Linked DNA regions of Mus musculus: region 2 is linked to region 1. The links are chromatin contacts, called in public Hi-C maps. All regions are on one chromosome and are shown on one strand. Each heading gives the region's core, a stretch centred on a gene start, on an enhancer-like site or on the middle of the called end of the contact. The rest is flanking DNA. Distances are from core to core; before and after follow the strand shown.

Region 1 (4,994 bases), core at 2,026-4,525:
GTTCTGATAAAGCAGTCGCACGCAGCCTGTTGAACTCTAGTTTGTCTGCTTCTCTGTGTCATTTTTCCTACAGTCGTGTGTGGGACAAGTGGAACCATGCCAGCAGACAGAAAACTGGGAAGGTCGAGCAGATTGAGAAGCCACGGCAATTCTCATGATTGAGAAGAACAGTGGGCATTTGAATTTGCTCTCTACCTGGTCCCTGTCCTGGAGCATGCAAGTGACCACCGTGACACCTAGTCAGATAGTGTAGAGCCCAGAATTCTTCACGCTAATAAGGTATCTAGATGGGCCACCATGAGGGTTCAGCTAATAAGCTTCCCTTCCCAGAAGCATTTCTTCCTGCAAAAGCTATTTAATCTCTGGTCCACCCTGAGTAAGTTATATGCACCATCTTCCTCAGGAATGAACAGTTTGGACAAGCAAGGACTGTCTTTGTCATCAAGAATCACTATGGGGCTGGTGAGATGGCTCAGTGGGTAAGAGCGCCCGACTGCTCTTCCGAAGGTCCGAAGGTTCAAATCCCAGCAACCACATGGTGGCTCACAACCATCCGTAACGAGATCTGACGCCCTCTTCTGGAGTGTCTGAAGACAGCTACAGTGTACTTACATATAATAAATAAATAAATCTTTAAAAAAAAAAAAAAAGAATCACTATGGAGGCAAGCCATTGTTAATGAGCTGTGCCACAGAAGGTCCCTCTGCGCTCTGGACACTCACCACTGAGCTAAGCTGGACTCCCCACTGCCCCCAGGCTATAGCTTACCTCTAACATACATGAAGCCTTGGGCTTCATGCCCACTACCGAGAAACCAGAAGTAATGGAACACCCCCTGTATGCCCAGAACTGAGGAGGTGGAAACAGGTAGAGCATATCAAGACTGTCTTAGTCAAATGGCAAGGTGGAAGACAGACTGAGCTAGAGAGCCCTACCTCAGAAAAAATATTTTCTCTGTAACTGGCCCAAAGCCACACAGCTAGCTGCCAAGTGGCAGAACGAGATTTAAATAGAGCCAACCTGACTTTATGCCATGGTCATTAAGGCCTGGTATACTGAATAAGTAACTGGATAAGTAACCAACAGAACTAGATGCCCGGAGGTTCAGCCAGGACAGCCTGCGGAGTTGGCCCAGGCCATGGGGGAGAAGAGGAGCCAGGCCAGGCATTTCAAGGGGTCAGGATGTAGATGGGCAGCTCCTCCTGCAGGAGGCAGGCTCCTCAGAACCCTGTGCTCTTGCCTCCCTCAGTTCCCAGGGAGCAGGGCCAGCTCTGTCCTTCCTTATCTCCTCCGATTGCAACAGTGCTCAGCATCTGTCTCCCGGCCACTTGAGATACAAGGCTGACAGCATTCAGCCATTTTTGCCCAATACTTATTGCCCAGCTGAGGCATGGTCCATTCTTTCCGGAAGAAGAGAGAAGACCACCTCTGATTCCACAACACCTGAAGAGAAAGCAGCCAGAGTCCCACCCCCAACAAGCCAGCCAAGAGCCAGTGACTGGACTAGAACCAGCAGAGGAGCAGCTAAGCAGCTGAGGAGGTATGAGCCGCATGCTTGCTTCTTCTAAAGAGGGACAAGAAGAAAGCTTTAACTCTACAGTTAGAACGTAAGAGATCTCAGCCTCCGGGATTATGCAGGGCAGGAACTTTGGGGTAGGAGAGCAGAGGTGAAGTTCACAGGGCCTGTTGAGAGCCCTGGGGAGTATGTGTCAGTACAGCCTGATGCTCAGTTCCAAGAGTCCCTTTGCTACCTCAGAAGTGGGGGGGGGGGGGAGGTAGTGCAATGATCAATTAGCAATGTCTGCCATGGAAGCAGACTAGGAAGTGGAAACCTGGGTATTACATACTTACTGTCCAGAGTGGCAAAAACAGTAGGAAATTATTAGCAAGTAGCAGCTCAGCTAAGCAGAGTAACAAACACCTGTAATCTCATTCCTTTAGAGCCTGAGGCAAAAGGACTGAATTCCAGGCTGGCTTGGGCCTCTTAAGCCAAATAATAATAGCGGTAGCATTTATTAAGCACATCAACTGTACTAGCATGTGTTCATGTCTTCTTGCCCCCCCCCACTTAATTTATTTTATGTATGTGAGTACACTGTAGTTGTCTTCAGACACAACAAAAGAGGGCATACAATCCCACTACAGATGGTTGTGAGCCACCGTGTGGTTGCTGGGAATTGAACTCAGGACCTCTGGAAGAGTAGTCAGTGCTCTTAACCAATGAGCTCTCTCTCTCTCTCTCTCTCTCTCTCTCTCTCTCTCACACACACACACACACACACACACACACACACACAACCTGCTGCGGATATGGGTATGGCCCAGTGCTATTCATGTCTGTTTCTATCCTTAAATTACCCCTCAGAGGTGGATGCCACAGTCCATCCTCTAAAAGGTCTGTCCACTGAGGCTTTTTTATACCTGTGTCATTTGATGTTGTACCCCAGGCTCTAAAATACTACCTAGCCATGCAGGCACTTAGTTAAATGTTTGCTGAGGAGTAGTTGAATTTCCATTTTGCAGATGAGGAAACCTAGATTGTAGAACAGTAAGTAACTTGCTCCAAGTAAGGCAGCTGCTGAGGGCTACTTTAGGGCATCATGCCATATAGAACTTTCTGGAAGGACAGAAGCGCCCTGGATTCTGCACTGTCCCATATGACAGCTACTAGCCACATGTGGCTACTGAGGACTTAAAACGTGGCTACTGCGTGGGAATCTGAATTTATAATTTTAGATAAGCCTTAACTAATTAAAGCTGACATTAGAAATAGCCACCGGTGGCTGATGGCAGCCACTCTGAATAGCACGGCTAGAAGCTTAAGAGTTTGATCCCCCAAAGACTAATGCCAGATTCCAGAATGTAAAGTGTATGCAAGGTCAAGGTTACCCTGGCTTTAGGTTCCACAGGGGAGGAGAGGGGTTGTTAGTGAAGGAAGGTTCTAGCGAGTGCTTTTGCTGTCCTTATGTCACAGCAGTCTGTGAGGGATTTTCTCCAGGTTGTAAACGGCTGTGATGGGGGATCTGGGCTACTGATGACAACCTGCTCAGCTGGGAGAGAGTTCAAGGGTGGCAACCTTGAGGTCCCGAGTCCTCAAACCTTAGTCTTTTATTGCCTAACAGAAAGAGAAACATTGTAGGGAGCCATGCCAGGCTGTGGGCACTACCAGCGGGTGAGCAACCTCGGTGGTAACATGCTGGAGTTGGAATGTTCATTCACTACGCACACAGCAGCTTCAGTTCCTCCTTCAGGCCTCTGCACAGGCTGGTTGGTGTCTTCCTACCCCTCCCATCCAAGGGTGATGTTGAGCAAGGGCTAAAGCGGATGACGGTCTGAGTGTAAATGGATAGAGAGTGTCCAGACAATAACAACCTAATGAGAGATCAGGGCTCAGGCAGAAGAATGCCTGTGTGGTCTGTGGAGTGTCTTGTACCATCAGCTAAAGTTAATAGTTATATCACAGACAGTTTGATGAAAGCCTGGATTAACTCACTGGACTCTGATGATACCACCAGGAGGAGCAGGTTGGAGGTGGAGAAACTCCATCCCATGCTGAGGTTCTCTTTCTGTTAGGCAATAAAAAGTCTAAGGCTTGAGGACTCAGGACCTTAAGGTTGCAGTCTAGGGGCGGCAAGGTAAAGTAACTTGTGCAGCTCACAAAGTAGGGCACAGCCTTGCCAGTGGGGGTGGGGTGGGGTGGGAAGGGGCGGTGTCGGTGAGGCTGGGGGAAATACGTTAAGGGAGAGGGAGGAAGGAGTGATAACAAGCCCACATGAGGGTTTTCTTTCTCTATTCAGAGATGAGGGGACCCTCACCCCACCCCCACCAAGTACTGGTGTACATGCCCATTGTGGCCCTATCTATCCACAGGCAAGCCTCACCCTCCAGAGCACTCTGGGCTTCCTAGCTGAAGAGTTACAAACTTACAGGATGTACCAGCCAAGGATTCCCAACAAAGACGTGATTGGAATTGACCAGCAAGCCTGCTCTTTTGTGCAGAGTCTCAACCACCTAGATTATTCAGCTCTTGGGAGGAAGGGCGGGCCAGGAAGAAACCTTCTGCAAGCAGAATCCAGTGTTTAGAGAGCTGGTCCCACCTTCCACAACCCCAGCTTCTATTCCTGAGCAGAGGGGGTTAGACATGGAAACAAGACAGACGTCGTTAGAGTGGGCCTCTTCGGGGACAATCCAAATGTTTTCTGTGGCCAGCTGTGTGGTCCTGTGGCTTCCAGGGTAGTTACACAGGCCCCACGTTCAGAGAGGCCCAAAGCTGGTTTAACATTTGAAGTCTCTTTGCCTTGCATTTGTCCTGTGTATGCAAAGCATGATGGGATGTTGGAGCAGGTTATAGGAGTTCTGGGCCAAGCAAGTCCCTCATTCCTACTGATCACTGTCCCCCGATGGGAACCTGTGGGTGCTTACTGCCTAACAAATTACTCAGTGTAGTTCAGGGTGGCCTGTGACAGTCTGCAAGTGTTCCTGATTCCCAGGGAATTCGGAATGAAATAGTGACTTCAATGCCTGTGATTGGAACCAGGTGTAGTGAGTGGTTCAAGGCTTTAATTTTAGCTCTGGCATTGTCCTGTTTTATGCCACAGCTCCATGTTGCATCTCTGAGGTGACAGTGTGGTGTCCCTGTTGGGAGCATCCACTAAGACCCTCCTTGGGAGGAGGCACACAAGACAGAGCAAGCAGTACTCATGTCCGTGTGATGTATAAGAGGGACGCCAGCTGCACAGCCACCCAGAGGGGAAGCCCAATGTGTAATCTTCACGGCTGCCGGACCAGACACTTCCGTCAGGATCATGCTACAGGAGAGACTTTACTGAATGAGAAAACCTCATGCTATAAAAGAAGAGGAGAAGCTACCAAAGAGCCTGAGTCATGTGGTCTCATTTGCATAGATTTACAGGTAAAGGTTTAGGCTGTGTATCTTGGTTTTTGGTTTTATTTGGAGACAGGATCTCTATGTAGCCCTGGATGTCCTAGAACTT
Region 2 (4,530 bases), core at 1,201-3,700, 470 kb after region 1:
TTTTATTTATTGATTATATGTAAGTACACTGTAGCTGTCTTCAGACACTCCAGAAGAGGGAGTCAGATCTTGATACGGATGGTTGTGAGCCACCATGTGGTTGCTGGGATTTGAACTCCTGACCTTCGGAAGAGCAGTCGGGTACTCTTACCCACTGAGCCATCTCACCAGCCCAAGAATATATACTTTGCTGAGTTTGTTTACACAAACTCTAATCTAGCTACTTTGGAGGCAGAGGCGAGGAGGCCTGTCTGGACAACTTGGATAGCTTACTGCAACTGTCTCAAAAGAAAGAAAAATTGGGTGGGAGAGATGGCTTGGTGGTTAAGAGCACTGACTGCTCTTCCAGGGGTCCTGAGTTCAACTCCCGACACCCACATGGTGGCTCACAACCATCTTCTGTAACGGGATCCGATGCCCATTTCTGGTGCGTCTACAGCTACAGGGTACTCACATGCATAAAATAAATACATCCTTTAAAAAAAAAGAAAAAATTAAAAATTAAAAAGGACTAGGGATGTAGCTCAGGATATTGTGCCTAGTCTGCATAAGGCCCTGGATTTATTCCCCAGTACAGTAGCAATTCTCCAGTCCCCAACAACGATGACCATGGGGCTGGCAGGATAGTTCAGTGGGTTAGGAACCAGGAGTGTGCACCACGCTATAGGCCCGACTCAGGAGCCTAGGCTTTCTGCACTGACTGATGGTCTGAGTTCAATCCCCAGGGCCCAGCTGGAAGGTGGATCTCACCCTCTGACCTTCACACGTACACAGTGGCACAGGCACACCTAAACACATCACACGAAAGAGTAGGTGAATGAATAAATATAGAAATACAATTTTTAAAAAAAAAATGACTATGGCTTGCTGGAGAGATGGCTCAGAGGTTAAGAGCGCTGGCTGCTCTTCCAGAGGTGCTGAGTTCAATTACCAGCAACCACATGGTGGCTCACAACCATCTGTAATGAGATCTGGCGCCCTCTGCTGGGCTGCAGGCACACATGCAGGCAGAATGCTGTGTACATAATAAAATCTTTTTATACAGATGACCACGTGTTTTTGGTTTGTTTTTTTTTTTTTTTTAGCACTAAGGCTGTCTGGTCCGAATATGCCCTTGAACTCTGTCTACTTCCGCTTAGTCTGAAGCAGAAGATTTAGACCAGAGACCATTCTGGAGTCACCAGATCAAGGCCGGCTTCTTGGATCCTATGTTGCTGCTACACCCCCCCCCCCGGAAACCCCCCCTCCTCATGACCTGCGGAGAAGGCTGCCAGCAGCTAGGCCTGCGAGGTCACAGGGGAAGTGAAGCCCCTGGGGGGGGGGTGGGATTTAGGCTTTTCCCAGCTTTCTTGGGCCTGTGGTGATGGTGGTGGTGGTGGTTGTACACTCTGGTTCTGTTTGGTGACAGATCACAAGTACAGCTTCACATGATTTCAAAGTCGGCCTGGGATCAGGACAGGTCAGGAGACTATATTCGTGTGGCCAGCCATGGATCTGGGTGTCTGTGGATTGGTGAGGCTCTAAAGATGTGATGGTGGCCAGGTGGGCAAATTCAAGTAGATAACATAGTTTCATTCATTCATTCATTCATTCATCCACTCATTCACTCATTTAGCCTTTTGGTTGATGCAGGGCACACGCTCCACACCAGCCTTTAGCTAGCTACATTGCAAATGTAGAAAGGAGACTGTGGATTAGCTGGGCGATGGCAGTGTGCTCACCTGGCACGCACAAAGCTCTTGGTCTGATCCCCAGCATCCCAGGAACTGAGCATGGTGGTGCGTGCCTGTGGTCCTAGCACTGGGGAGGTAGAAGCAGGAGGATCTGAGCTCCAAGGTCATCCTCAACTACATAGCAAATTCCAGGCTACTTGGACTACCTGAGAGCCTGTCTCAAAAACAAACAAAATATAAATAAACGGGTGGGATGAACTTAAAAGCACATTAAGCCAGGATTTTGCCAATGTAACTACACTGCAGTCTGCTGAGTCTGTGACACCCCTTTGGCCGCTGTGAGCTCCTGCTGTCAGGGTCTGTCCCCCCTGCAGCCCTCTGCAGACACCACACTGGCTCTCAGGGTCATGTGTGGTAGCGCAGATCGGCGGGCAGACGGCCCTGTGATGGCAGCCTGGGGTGGGAGCCTTCTAGGGCTGGGTGACACACCATTGTGTGTTCATTGTGCCCGGCAGCTGATGTGGCTACAGCTGGCTGAGTAGCAGCCACCCCTCCCTCGCCCACCCCGGGCTCAGGAACAAACATCTCTTCTTACAAAAAAATTAAAAAGGAGAAGTGACGAGGTCACGGCCGAGCTTTCCACATGACCTGCCGGGGAACAGAGCCCGTCTTTGTTAATCCAGCCGCCTGTCAGTCGTCTCCCAAGCTGCATAAGCCACTTAGCACAGCCTCACCCCTGACCCGCCCCTCTGTCCCTGCTGGCTTGGCGCTCCAAAGCTCTGCAGCGTTTGGCCTCCTGCCGGCTGCCTCGCAGCTGCTCCCGAGGCCCATGCCTTGCTGACCCACCATATAAGAGGGGGAACCCGGAGGGCTCTCCTGGAGCAGTGATAGATAGATGGATGGTGGATGGATGGATGGATGTCACGACTGGGGACTTCGCTGTCTCCAACATGGCAATAGCAGCCAACAGCCCCCTCAGAGGTTGTGGGATGAAACTGTCCTCAGGGGTCAAGCAGCTAGTGTGTGTGCCCTGAGAGAAAGCTGTGTCACACTGTGAGAGCCATCACCGCTACTGTCTCCCCAGACCCTCGTTCTGACCTGATCTTTGACTCCTCCTTGTTTGCTTTCTTTTCTCCCAGGGTGCCTGGACTCTGTTCGTCTCTCCTGATTGAGAGGTTCAGGTTGTTCAGTTTGGGGGTTCTCCAGTGTAGGAGCCCAGAGAGACTTTCAGAAAGTACAGTTAGACTCAGTGGGGCTGGTCCTGTCTCTTCTCACTCCTCACGATACTTTCTATTCTGCCTTTGGCTCTGCAGGCTGGCCAGGGGGCCGGGAGGCCAGTGGGTAGAAGTCTCCCCAATTCCACCTACTCCCTGTTTGCTTGGTGACAGCAAGGGACCCTCCTTCCAGACCCTGAGGACATGAAGTGTGGTCAGTGTATCCCAGGAGATCTTGTGGATTCCAGTTCACATTGGCCATCTGATCAGGCATAGCTGAACCCTCCAGTCCCCTCGCTGTCTAGGGCAAGGCATCTCTCACATAAGACTCTAAGCCAGTATGCATGCCCAAGGTGCCAGGACTAAAAAGGAAGCAGGTCTTAGACTGTGGGGTCCACAAGTCTGTGAAGCAGTGGGCTCCCTGAAACCAGATCTCACAGTGGCCCCAGGGTCACCTGAACGTACATACAGTCAGCACCTCATCCCAACCTGCTCTATAGGCCTGAGACAAACCCAGGGGTCTCTTACAGGAGGGATGAGGCAAGGTCTGGCCGTTCTGTGGGTAAAGAGATCCCCAGACTCTGCTGCTGCGGCTAGACACTCATGAGAATGTGGTTCTTATCCCAAGTCTGCTACCCTGATGCCCTACTCCCTGCAAAACCCCATCGTCCCTAGTTTGCCCCTGTGCAGACTGAATTCATGGGCTAAGTCCTTCTATGGCCTACATGGAGGCAAGCTTCAGGGTGTCCCTGGGGCTGTGTGACCCTCCTGGGGCTCACTGACTATGGTGTGTAGCCTCCTACAAAGCCTGAGGCACCTTGCCTAATCCTTAGCCCACTGGTTGGGCAGGACTGCTACTGACCAGAGACCACCCTGGTGGAAATCCCAGCTTGGCCTGCACCACTGGGTGGCAGCCAGGCCTCCTCGGCCTTCTCCCTCCTGGACAACGGGCCCTTTCATGTCGCTTGCCCCAGGAAGCCAGCAGAGTCATTCTGCCCCCACCTCACTTCCTCTTCCTGCACCCTGCCCTTTTCCAAGAGGTCTTCCTGCCCTTCTGGTCACTCAGGGACAGCTGGAGGAGGGACATCAGGCAGAGGACACAGGGAAGCAAGGATTCTGGGGCCAGCTGAGGGCTGCACCATCAGGCCATGTTGGTGGGATGCAACCCCACAGGGCAGTGTCTGAAAGCATCTGGGTAACTCTCAAGACCAAGGCCTGGCTTCTGACTTCCTCCAGTCCAAGTTGAGCTGTCACTATGCAGCTGGAGCCTGCAGGACCCTTAGTCACACATACCTGGGGGACAGAGAGCCTAAGGGACCCAAGCTATAGGAGGAGGATCTAAGATGTAATACTGTGCTGGTCTCAGCACTCTCGCTCTCTCTGCCTCTGCCTCTGCCTCTGCCTCTGTCTCTGCCTCTGCCTCTGTCTGTGTGTTTCTTTCTCTGTCTGTCTCTCTCTGTCTCTGTGTGTTTATAAGAGAGACAGAGACACTTGCAGCTTGCCACACTCCCACACATGCACACACACATGAGGTCCATGTGGTGTCAACATGAGCCCCTTCCTTCTCTAGTCCCCTAGCTAACATTGCCTCTAGGGCTCTTCAGCCACCAGAGAGCTTGCTGGCCATCTGTCCCACCCTCAGC

What was found. A called contact is a pair of places that touch in the nucleus more often than the background predicts.
Region 2: a contact with region 1 is called in a Hi-C map of rod photoreceptor, with 2.7 times the contacts expected there. The contact joins two enhancer-like sites.

Annotation. Positions count from the first base shown.
Region 1 is chr8:119,854,731-119,859,724 of GRCm38.p6, forward strand. No RefSeq gene overlaps it. Among named protein-coding and RNA genes, the nearest start is that of Klhl36, 5.1 kb to the right of the region's middle. Within about 2 kb of position 3,276, at least 10 of the 459 cell types and tissues checked have an H3K27ac peak or open chromatin away from gene starts, as enhancers often do. A contact at or near this core is called in rod photoreceptor, where this site is marked.
Region 2 is chr8:120,320,916-120,325,445 of GRCm38.p6, forward strand. It overlaps a transcript of Gse1 not described here. Among named protein-coding and RNA genes, the nearest start is that of Gm32968, 4.5 kb to the right of the region's middle. Within about 2 kb of position 2,451, at least 127 of the 459 cell types and tissues checked have an H3K27ac peak or open chromatin away from gene starts, as enhancers often do. A contact at or near this core is called in rod photoreceptor, where this site is marked.